2 separate regions of the Mus musculus genome follow, and region 1 is linked to region 2. Evidence: chromatin contacts called from public Hi-C data. All regions are on one chromosome and are shown on one strand. The core of a region is the stretch at or near the end of the contact, and the rest is flanking DNA. Distances in the headings are between cores, read along the strand shown. Region 1 holds the start of Slc31a2 (solute carrier family 31, member 2). Region 2 has its middle 18 kb from the start of Gm23148.

Evidence for each region. A called contact is a pair of places that touch in the nucleus more often than the background predicts.
Region 1: a Hi-C map of embryonic stem cells shows a contact between it and region 2, with 1.7 times the contacts expected there. The contact joins the promoter of Slc31a2 here to the enhancer-like site in region 2. A contact is called at or near these places in 1 of 484 Hi-C or Micro-C datasets (embryonic stem cells), 4 of 115 datasets of contacts at active chromatin or transcription factors (all in embryonic stem cells) and 2 of 9 other capture datasets (adipose tissue and liver).

The regions. Positions count from the first base shown.
Region 1 is chr4:62,282,344-62,288,471 of GRCm38.p6, reverse strand. It overlaps Slc31a2 (solute carrier family 31, member 2), which reads right to left and starts at 2,043. Exons shown (of 4, transcript NM_025286.3): 1 at 1,898-2,043. The coding sequence starts at 1,903.
Region 2 is chr4:62,243,601-62,249,846 of GRCm38.p6, reverse strand. No RefSeq gene overlaps it. Among named protein-coding and RNA genes, the nearest start is that of Gm23148, 18 kb to the left of the region's middle. Within about 2 kb of position 1,441, at least 16 of the 459 cell types and tissues checked have an H3K27ac peak or open chromatin away from gene starts, as enhancers often do. A contact at or near this core is called in embryonic stem cells, where this site is marked.

The DNA.
Region 1 (6,128 bases), core at 794-3,293, 38 kb before region 2:
CGAGTAGTCACTTCAGAATCATGATGACTAGTGAGTGAGTACTTTATCTTCCTAATATGAAAGCAGCACTTGGCAGATATAAATAGCTAAAATAGTACCAAATAGGAAAATAATTTTGAGTTCCACCATCCTGAGGCTCCTCGTTAGAATTCCACATGAATAGTTAATGGCCTGGGGAAAATGCTCACAAAAGAACAATATTGTGAAGCAAACAGGCATAACTCCATGTATACCACAGGTGCCTTCATAGGCCTGCAGGAGAGACCTCCCGCACCATCTCTGCCAGGTGGAGGTTGTGCTCAGCACGCCTTCACCCAGTCTGGCTGGTAAAGCAGTTGGCATGCATGAATGGAATGTCTTTGGTAGCTCATCTGGTCAACTGGGAGTTTCCACAACTCATTTTATTCTATCATTCTTTGGACCCAGGCCAACTACCTCAGAAGAAACAAAACAAAACAAAACAAAAACAAAAAAGCCAACACCCTTTGCATCTACAGGAAAACCTAGACACCTCTCTCAAGCAATCTCTCCTTTTCTTATGCTAGAAATGTGCAGGCTGAGACCAAGGAGAGAAGGCTGGGGGCATCTGAACCACTTAGCAAGGGAGATGGAAACAGGAGGGGACAGGAGGGGACAGAAGCAGGGAGGAGCAGGGAGGCCCAGTGATGTCCTGGAGACAATGCCACCTGTGGGAGGAGAGGCAGCTGCCTGGGAGAGTTGGGAAGCAGGAACAGGAGGCAGCTGTCAGGACAGACTGCAGGGTGTCCTCACTCATAAGGAATGATTCATTCCACTTCCTACCGAGTTCAAAACTCCTGTTCCCCCTGCCCTTCCTCACTTCTGTATTTTGGCTAAAGAAAAGGATTTGAAATCAGCACACCCAGACTTAGGAAAAGGGACCGCAGCTTTCAGTTGGCAGGTTCTGCGGTGAGGTATGCAAGGGCAGAACCCTATCGAGTTCCCACTGGAGATAAATCTGCCTCTATGGCAGTTTATCGAGGCTTTATGCAGGGCGGCACCTCACAGAGGAGGGACCGTAGCCAAGAAAAGAACCATTCTCAAGACTTGATTTTTTTTTTGTTTTTTGTTTTCCTTTTATTTGTGGTTAAATTTAAAGAAAAGTGCCTTCGTTTTTAACCAGACACCAGAAAAGGATGGAGGCCTGTGTGGTGCTGCTGACTGCCTGGAGACCTTTGTTAAGGGTTTCCCATCCATTTCCTGTACTAATGGATCTGCAGGAGGTGGGACGCCTCTCCACCAAACAGCCTGGCTAGACTTCCTGTCGTACATTCAGACACCTTTGTGACATGAAGAAACAGAGGATTTCCTCAGAGAGCAGAGTCTTGCAAGCTGTCATTCTCTGTCTAAGAGGAACCTCACCAGGAAAACACGTCTGTTGAAAGCCCTACTTTCGGATTCATAGGAAAGATTGGGAGGTGGGGGAGTAACTGGGTCCATGTTAAAGAAACAGTTCCAGGAACCTGCCCAGGACAGGCCGAGCCGGGGGTGGGGGTGGGGGTGGGGGTGGGCGGGGGGAGTGTACTCAGGGGCTGAACCCTGCGGGACCACCCTTGGAGGAAACCTTTCCGGAATGCCCTAAATCTGGTTAGAGCCCGGGAAGGGACCGCGGACAGCTGTCCTTGCTCTCCAACCCACCTGCAGCGTCCCAGCTGGGGCTGGCCTGGCTGTAGTGACTGACTCCTACCTAACAGAGAGGGACAAACTTCCAGAGCCACAGCTAGCTTTTCCTGCCGCGCTCCCCAGCCCTACTCCTGCTGTGACAGCGGCGATGACACATTCCCCCCCACCCCACCCCGGGGTCGAGAGCTGCGAGGATCTCCAGGGTACCGCCCAGCCCGTCCACCTTCGTCCCCTCCGCTGCACAGCGCAGACTCACCGGCATGGTGAGCACACTAGACGGCCGCCCGGGTCGCGTCTGTCCGCTCGCTGCTCGGGACTCAGCCCGGGACTCTACTCAGGACTCTACTTGGGACTCGACTAGGATTGCGGCTGCTACCGCGCCCTGGCCACGCGAGTCACGTGGCCCGGTGAGGTGGCGCGCGGGCGCCTGGGAGTTGTGGTCCTCACTCGCGCGCCACCTCACGGCCCAGGCCACGCCAACCGCGGGGGACCCACGCGCACAACCCCTGAGTTGTGCGACATCTCCGAAATCCCCAGCGGCCCAGGCAACCTGTAATTGACCTTGCCTTGGCAATTAGCATGAAAATGTTTATTACTTTTTGATCAGATATCTCGTTAAGCTTAACACATGTTGAGTGCAAAATTAAAAGGTTCATCCCAGGAACACAAAAACAACAAATTAGGAGTGCATTAAATCAACTACGCCCTAGACGCTCCCTGTCGCCACTTTATCTTCTACAATCTGATGAGCACACAGCAGTGCACAGTTGTAATTTTCTTTCTGTGTACATTCTCACAATGATTACGTTTCTATATTGCACAAGGTTTTCATCTTCCTTGTAGGTAATTTAAAAAATCTTAGTTTATTTGGGCTACATTAACAAACTATAATAGACTGCGGGCTTATAAACCATGGACATTTGTTTCTCACAGTCCCGAAGTCCAAGGTCGGGGCTCAGATTCCATTACACCCCAGGGCTGCTTTCGGCTTACGGACTGCTTTTTTCTCATTCTCCCTCACACGCACTAGGCTGTATTTGTTTTCTTACTAGGTTGATAAACTTTTTCTCTCGTTAGTATTTCCATTGCTTTTTTTTTTTTTTTTTTTTTTTTTTTTTTTTTTTTTGGTGTGTGTGTGTGTGTATTGTCTTTTCATCTCACTGATTTAATTTTATCAGGAATATATATCAAACTTTTAACATTAATTCTTTCCCTAACATCAAGAATCTTTCATATACGTTCTTAAACACACTTGGCAATCCTTTGCCAACCAATCTGCCCATATGTTCCCCTCAAAGAACTCTGACCAAGGGTTAGCTGAGACACTGAGACTGGAGTCGGACATCTCAGCTCAAATCCTGAGTTCTGGAGTATTAGCCATGAGGCCTCAGATAAACAGCTTTATACATCTAAGGCTCAGCTTCCTGATCAGATTTAAAAATAAATATATACTAGAGTCTATGTCACATAGGTGTTGAAAGACTTAGATGAAAACACAGGTTGAATTCTCAGCATTAAACCTGGCAGTGGAGCCTTGTGTGATAAATGGAAGCCATTGTCATGATTAACAGCAAATATTTCCACCCTGTGAGAGAGCCACCTGCAAAAGGTTAAGCTCAGGGTCACACAGAGTTTGGCCAAAGCTAAGGGGAGTTGTACAGCCTCAGAGAAAACATATCTGCAGGACTCACAGGAGGGTAAAAATCTATCTAACCTCAGTGGCTAATGGGCTAGGCCTTTTGAAGCCTCTGGAACCCAAAAGCAATGGAGGGAGTTGGAAATTTGGGGCTACTTTTTATTGCTTTATGCCTCCCACAGTAGCAGCCATGAGTAGGCTCTTGTGCCAATGCATGCCCCTTCCCCCTTATTACCCATGGAAAGATTAGCAACTTAGCCTCATTCATTCGAAGGTTTTCGTTGGCTTTGCCCCAATCTGATGACCTTCACACTTAGTTCTAGCTTCCTTGTGGATATTATGGTTACAGCTTTTAATCCTGTATTCAAGAGCAGCTGGTTACTCATAATCCACCAAAGACTGACTGCCCTTTCCCTGGCTCCCAGGAAAAGGAACTGGACTCAGATACAGAATTCTAGACCTTAACATTACACCAGAGCTATCCACACTGGGGTCTGTGTCAGGATTCTTTCTTTCTGGATTCTTTTTAGACAGCCTGTGGACTCACTTCACTCCCCTATCTCCACAGCATAGATCTGGATCCTGAGACAAAATCTAGGCAGGAAAGGCGGCGGCATCCCGGAGAGAAGCATAGGGCCCTATTAACTGAGCACCGAGGTTACTCAGCTAGTAGTGGGGCAAATCCGACTAGCCATTATGTATTAATCTATCCTGCTCCTTAAAAAGCATTTCAGGCAGCCTAGAGATGGTCCAGGAATTAAAAAAAGGATGAAATCTGTGAGGTAAAGAGTCTCAAAGATCAAAGAAGGGACGCAACGGAGTTACTCAGAACTCCGACCATGGGACACGAGAATTGGCAGCTATGATGGCGCTGGGGTGGGCACAGAGCTAGGATGGGGACCAGACTGGCGTGAGCATTGGGCTAGGGTGGAGGACTATGACAGTGAGGGCTCTCAGCAGCAGCAGGGAGCATACATGGAAAGTCATCTGGGGTCGATCCACCGAGCACCTTCCAAGCAGAGACTTTGCCCTTTCTACAGGCTTGGAGCACTGATTAGCTCCTTCCTAAGCTCCAGGTTCCTCTCTCTACGTGGGCTTTGCCACTGTTGGGACACTGATGTCTTTCCTTGCTCCTGAGCCCTCCTTTGCTCCTGAACATGACTCTGCTCACTTGGGTGGCTAAGCCCTGTGGGGAGCTCCTCGGGATTCCTATTTCATAAGTTCCAGTTCTCGAGGAGCCAGAGACTCCCTGATGTCCCTTTCCCCTGCCACGGAATGTCCCATGTTTTGTCTTCCAGGCATCTGCGCTCCTAGCTTTGAGAGAGTTGGCGGTGGCCATGGCAGTATCTGCAGGGAAACAGATTCACTGATGGGACTCTACTGTGGCAAGGCCTATGGAGACCCCTTCCCACTTGACAGGGATCTGTGACAATATTGGTGGTTTCTATGTTTATTACCTAATAACGTGCTACAAGCTCTCTCTGCTTCTGCTATGCTCTTTATACTCACAGCAATACTTAGTTTCACTTTGTTGTCATGGGCAAGGCCTGTATCATGCAGGCTGGAAGCCCTGGGGATGATCCCATGCTTTTCTGAAAACCCTCCTCTCCTCTCTCTCCCTCTATCGATCCTTCAGATGTGACCATCAGTCCTGGGTATTTGGGGGACACATAATTATGTCCCTAGAGAAACAGCTACAGTCACACTGAGTAAGTCTGTGGCAGTTGTGGAGAGCAATCCTGCTTGCATAACTATTCTGAGGAAACTATGTTTGGCCAACAGAGACTTAAATGTGGAAGCTGTGTCAGATTGATAGAGACTTAAAACGATGGTTTTCGGAAGGATGGTTTCAAAAGTCGGCAGGTGCCTATCAGGAAAGATTCCTTGGTACAATGAACATGTCTCTGTCTGCAACTTACAAAGTATTATGACAGAGGGTTCCTATTTGACGAGTGGACGTATGCCCACACATGGTTAATGTGTCTTTCATCTTGCACAGCCATATAACTTCATTTGCTGCCAGCTGAGCATGTGCTCATGTTCACAGGACATGCCTGGCTGGACATTTACTTTTGGTTTGTTGAAATTGTGCTTTGTAGTACAAAATAGGATTGGGGGTGATTAACCCAGTGGGAAAGAGAAGGAGGAAGGGAAACTACTGGGGACTTTTACAATAATCCCGATGTTACGACTTCTTGAAATGAAATAACCAATGATGGCAGTGCTCGGGCGAGCAGGATTGTGGTTGTAAAAATAAAGATGGCTCCAGCTATTTGGGGCCACCTGCTTAAATGCCACTGTATTCACTTTCACTGACACCACACATCGGTCCTCAGGTTCCAGAACCCTTCCAGCACTGGTCCCCGGCAGAGAATCTTGGACGCACCCAAGTGCCTCTGTTCCTGGGAGCCCAGACTGGCTCTGAAACCTGCTGAGGTGAGGGAGGGCAGGGGCCAGTCAGCTTCTCTCTGGATGTCTTCGTTTCCTCTGATTGCTAGAACAAATTTCCTGACGAGTTAAAGCAACACGCACTTCCCCTCTTGGGGTTGTGCTGGTTTGAAGACCGAGGATAGGTTTATTGGGGGTGAAGTCAACCCATCAGCAGGCTCCAAGCACTACCCTCAGAGGCTCCAAGGAGAGAGTCTGGCTCCTCGTCCCTACCCCTCCCTAACGTGTTCTAAAGCTACATTCCAAGCACTTGAGGATCAACAGCTTCCCCACCCCCACCAACTATGCGACATCTTCATCTTCCCCACAACCTTGTGTTGCAGAACTCCTTCCCCAGAGAGCTAGAAACAAGCAGACACCCCCTTGTTTCAGGGCACCAGTAACAGTCTACGAAAGTCCAACT
Region 2 (6,246 bases), core at 192-2,691:
AGCCTTTAAAGCAATGTCCAATGCTGTGTCCCGCTTCAAGGCCATTCCAGGCCTGGGAAGGTTCCTGGAAAGTGCTTACGATGTCTAACCATTTAATAAGGTCGTTTTTAACCTCTATTTCTGTTGTCTTCAGTAAGCAACTACTGGGCCGCACATGGATTGTTCTGGGTCAGGGGCACGGAAGAGTTCTGTAATTTAAGATTACAGCTATGCATTAATGTGGATGGTAAAAGTTGTTTACAAGGGAAATCCAAGGTGAGTAAGGTTGTTCCATTGTTCTCTTAAAGGTTAAACAAAGCAGGCTGAGCGCACCCACCGTACGATAACAGTCTTCCGTCTCATGTGACCTCAAGGTGTATTACTAACTCTTGCTGTGTGGTCCAGCACAAGTTCCAGTCTCTTTGAATGCAAGGGGTATTTTCATCATGACATATCACTGCAGTCATATTCCCGCAGATGCTAAAAAGGCTAACTAAAACTGTCAGGAAAAGGTTATACAGTGTTTTCCCTCTAAGTGCAGCCTTCTAAGAGGCCCTTTAAATATATGTATTAAGCCAGGGGTAGTAGCTAATGCTTATAATCCCAGTGCTTGAGAGGATGAGGCAGGAGGATTGTCATGAATCTGAGACCAGGCTAGGTGACACAGTAAATTCTAGGCCATCCTGGGCTATAGCGCGAGGCTATGTCCCAAATGAAACCTACCAGACAAGTTATTAAAAATGTAAAAACACATTTTATTATTTTTTTAAAATTTATTTTATGGTTATAGGTATTTTGCCTACATGTATGTCTGTGCACCACTTGCATGCATGGTCCCTATGGAGACCAGAAGAGGATGCCAGATACCCTGCAAATGGAGTTATAGATGGTTGTAAGTTGCTATATGTGTGCTGGAAATTAAACCTAGATCCTCTGCTCTTAACTACTGAGCTGTCTTCAGCCCCTTCAATGAGTAATTGATAGGAATTGTGTGCGTTGGGCAGGGGGATGAGATAAGGATATCAGTTTAAAGAAAAGAAGCCCTGACTCTTTTCTGGTTTTATCATTTTCTTTTCTTTAAAGGGAAAAACAGAGACCAAAGAAAGCCAAGCTGAAGAGGGGGAAGTTATGGGCTCAAGCCTGGCTGAATTCAACCTTGTTGAAAGATAGCATTTACATTAGCCATGCCGTCTGGCTTCCTCTTTCTGGTTCTCTCCCACCTGCCCCACCTCCCCTCTTCTGGTGGACTTGAGGGGAAATACCCCATAGCTTCCTCCTCTGCCCCCCCCACCCCCTTGAATGATCACCCGTTTTTCAAGAGGCTTCTTCCTGAAGCGCTCCTTTGGGTGCCCCTCTCTCTAGTTCCTGTTGTTATTGAGCCCAGAACACAGGCCAAAGCATACTTTCCCTGCAGTTTCCCCAGGCCCCACTCTGTCTGCTGCTGTTGTGATTTGCATATGAAGCCCCACCTCCCCACCCCCTGCAACCAAGGTCCATTCCTTGCAGGTGTAGTCCCATACCAAGATCAGCGCTGAGGCTTTGTGGATGAGACCAGCTCGTGAAGATTCCCAGCTAAGCAATGGATTAACTCACTGATGGATTGTGATTTGAAGGCACTAATGACCTCTCCATAACCATTGACACTAATCAGTCAAACAGCCTTGTAGACTGTTTGGTGATTTTGCCTCTGCTGGAAACCTTCGATAAGTGAAATGCTCTGCGTAACCTTTTGTGCCTGTCTTCTTTCACTTTGCATAACACTTTAAACATTTCAAAGCACCTACTATGTGCATCAAACAGGCAGGGAAGTCTGAAACTGCCACACTCTGGACAGATGTAAAACCAAGCTTGGTAAGAAGGCCTGGCAAAATTGTTTCTACAGTCAGACTCTGAGGTCCTCTGGAGATGTGGAGGCCTTGAGAGTTTCTGTGTAGATATTAGTAGTCCTGTGATCAACAAAGGAATGTTCTTGTGAAAGCTGCTATGGGACACAGCACAGCCCTACAAAGATCGCCATATCCTGAGAGTTAGCCGGGTTCTTCTGTGGGTTACAGGGCAGATGAGGGTTCTCCTCAGCTGACACATCCTTGGGTCTCAGTGCTCCCTCCGCTGACTCCAGCAGCTTCTTCACAGGATTAGTTCCCTCCTGAGGCTCTTGTGGCACTTTAAAATTTTTATGGTAATAGTTCAGTTTCCTTCTAGGGAACCTGTCTATTCCTGGCCTACATCCCTACTTCCAGCCACAGACAGTTCTCAGTCAGCGTCTCAGACTTAACCCGCTTCAGGAACCCTAGGAGTCCTCCTTTTCGGAGGTCATGTTGGACCCATCCTGCCATTCTGACTCCAACTCCAGACCCACATAGATGCTTTTGGGTCTGCATACCCCCACTCACTCCTTCTGCTGCTGGCTTCCTGTCCCTCACCTCAAAGCTGGGTACCATTCAACACTGTCTAGTTGTGAATGGCAGGCATTTGTATTTAATCATCTATTAGTTGTATAAAACAACAAGTTTCATTATTCTCTCTTCCTCTCCTCTTCCTCTTCCTCCTCCTGCTCCTCTTCCTCTCTCCCCCACTCTCTCTGCCTTCAGCTGGGCCCCTTTGAGTGTTTCAGACATCTAGTGGATGGCTGCTTGTGTATACTCAGGTTTATGAAGATGGTACATGAGGAAAAGGGCAGGGGAACTCATGGGAAAATCCAGAAAATAGTTTTTGTTTGATGTGTAAAGAACTTGCCTCTGACCTAGCAAAAACTTTGGCCATCAGGGCTAGGAATGACAAAGCAAACAAAATGTGGCCGCACTGCTTGAGTAGAGATGTTCTTCCTCCACAGACCATTAGTGAGGGGTGAAGGAGCCACAGGATAACTCCCCTCACCGGCTGCTCTGCTCGATGCCTCTGCAGATGGCCTTAATAGGACTGCTGGGTCTATTTCGTTTCTGGGACATGTCTCAGAGCAATGACTTGGAGAAAAGGGAGAATGCCTAACTGGGAAGAGTTGCTTTTAAGTCATGACATGCCAAGACTACCCAGGGATTAGTAACGGAGCCGGCTAATTTTTAAAAGGATCACCTGTGGAGTGTGATCCAACCAACTCAAACCAAGGGAAACAAGGTTCTCCTTAGCCACCTCACCCACCTTGGCCTCAGTAATCTCTTGGCCTCTGTGAAGGGAAGTATGTGGTGGACCCTACCCTGGGTTTAGAGATAATTCTGCTCCTTCCTTCCCTGCTCTGGCTATTGTGTGGGTCAGACATGTCTGAAGGCGCTCTCATGCCTCCACACAGTGTTCTAAGATAGGAGCAGACCTAAATGGAAAGCTGTTGTGCAACTGTAAACAATGTGGTCTCATCCAGACGCAAGAGTCAGAGGTTTGTCTTTAAAAAACCTGAATACATTTCTCTGAATTGTTTGCTGATCCTGAAAACCAGGATACTTCACACACAGTATAGATCTTCAAACCACATCTCTGGAAGGGCCATCCAGCCTTTCTGTTCAATAGCAGCATGATTTAGATTCTGTCCTGTAGCTATGCCTCACTTATGACAGCGACAGCTTCAATCTTGTAGGATTATTGTGAGAATTAAATAACTATACATGCATATATGCAGGCCAAAACCTATGTACATAAAATGGAAACCCTTTAAGCCAGAAAAGGGTGGCACATACCTTTAATCCCAGCACTTGGGAGGCAGAGGCAGGTGGATTTCTGAGTTTGAGGCCAGCCTGGTTTACAAAGTAAGTTCCAGGACACCTGTCTCAAAAACCAAAAAAAAAAAAAAAAAAAGGACATTAATAAGTCACTTAAAGAAACACAGGAGAACACTGCTAAACAGGTAGGAGTCCTTAAAAAGGAAGCACAAAAATCCCTTAAAGAAAAATTCTCAATTACCATAGATGGAGAAACTAAAGTATTCCATGACAAAACCAAATTCACACAATATCTTTCCACGAATCCAGCCCTTCAAAGGATAATAAAGGGAAAACACCAACACAAGGATGGAAACTACGCCCTAGAAAAAGCAAGAAAGTAATCCTTCAACACACCTAAAAGAAGACAGCTGCAAGAACAGAATCCCAACTTTAACAACAAAAATAACAGGAAGCAACAATTGCTTTTCCTTAATATCTCTTAATATCAATGGACTCAATCAAAAGACATATCCTAACAGACTGCCTACATAAACAGGACCCAATATTTTGCTGCTTACAGGAAACACACCTCAGGGAGAAAGACAGACACTACCTCAGAGTAAAAGGCTGGAAAACAATTTTCCAAGCAAATGGTCTGAAGAAACAAGCTGGAGTAGCCATTCTAATATCTAATGAAATCGACTTCCAACCCAAAGTTATCAAAAAAGACAAGGAGGGACACTTCATACTCATCAAAGGTAAAATATTCCAAGAGGAACTCTCAATTCTGAATATCTATGCTCCAAACGCAAGGGCAGCCACATTCATTAAAGAAACTATAGTAAAGCTCAAAGCACACGTTGCACCTCACACAATAATAGTGGGAGACTTCAACACCTGACTCTCATCAATGGACAGATCATGGAAACAGTAACTAAACAGAGACACAGTGAAACTAACAGAAGTTATGAACCAAATGGATTTAACAGATATCTATAGAACATTTTATTCTAAAGCAAAAGGATATACCTTCTTCTCAGCACCTCATGGTACCTTCTCCAAAATTGACCATATAATTGGTCCCAAAACAGGCCTCAACAGATACAAAAATATTGAAATTATCCCATGCATCCTATCAGATCACTACGGACTAAGGCTGATCTTCAATAACAACATAAATAATAGAAAACAAACATTCATGTGGAAGCTGAAGAACACTCTACTCAATGATAACTCAGTCAAGGAAGAAATAAAGAAATTAAAGACTTTTTAGAGTTTAATGAAAATGAAGCCACCAAATATCCAACCTTATGGGACACAATGAAAGCAGTCCTAAGAGGGAAACTCATAGCTCTAGGTGCCTCCAAAAACAAAAAAACAAAAAAACAAAACAAAAACAAAAACAAAAAACTAGAGAGCGCATACACTAGCAGCTTGACAGTACACCTAAAAGCTTTAGAACAAAAGGAAGCAAATTCACCCAAGAGGAGTAGACAGCAGGAAATAACCAAACTCAGGGCTAAAATCAACCAAGGGGAAACAAAAAGAACTATTCAAAGAATCAACCAAACCAGGAGCTGATTCTTTGAGAAAATCAACAAGATAGATAGACCCTTAGCCAGACTAACTAGAGGGCACAGGGAAAGCATCCTAATTAATAAAGTCAGAAATGAAAAGGGAGACATAACAACAGAACCTGAGGAAATCCAAAACATCTTCAGATCCTACTACAAAAGGCTAAACTCAACAAAACTGGAAAACCTGGATGAAATGGACAAATTTCTAGACAGATACCAGGTAGCAAAGTTAAATCAGGATGAGATTAATGATTGAAACAGTCCCATATCCCCTAAAGAAATAGAAGCAGTCATTAATAGTCTCCCAACCAATAAATCAACCAACCAACCAACCAACCAACCAACCAACCAAACAAACAAACCAAAAAACCCAGGACCAGTTGGGTTTAGTGCAGAGTTCTATCAGACCCTCAAAGAAAACCTAATTCCAATTCTCCTCAAACTATTCCACAACATAGAAACAGAAGGTATGCGACCCAATTCATTCTATGAAGCCACAATTACTCTGATACCTAAACCACAGAAAGACCCAACAAAGATAGAGAACTTCAGACCAATTTCCCTTATAAATGTCGATGCAAAATAGTCAATAAAATTCTTGCTAAGCGAATCCAAGAACACATCAAAACGATCATCCATCATGATCAAGTAGGCTTCATCCCAGGTATGCAGGGATGGTTTAATATACGGAAATCCATCAACGTAATCCAATATATAAACCAACTTGAAGACAAAAACCACATGATCATCTCCTTAGATGCTGAGAAAGCATTTGAAAAAATCCAACACTGATCATGATAAAAGTCTTAGAAAGATCAGGAACTCAAGGCCCATTCCTAAACATGATAAAAGCAATATACAGCAAACCAGTAGCCAACATCAAACTAAATGGAGAGAAGCTTTAAGCAATCTCACTAAAATCAGGGACTAGACAAGGCTGCCCACTTTCTCCCTACCTATTCAATATAGTACTTGAAGTACTAGCCAGAGCAATTAGACAACAAAGGAGATCAAGGAGATACAAATTGGAAAGGAAGAAGTCAAAATAATTGCAAATG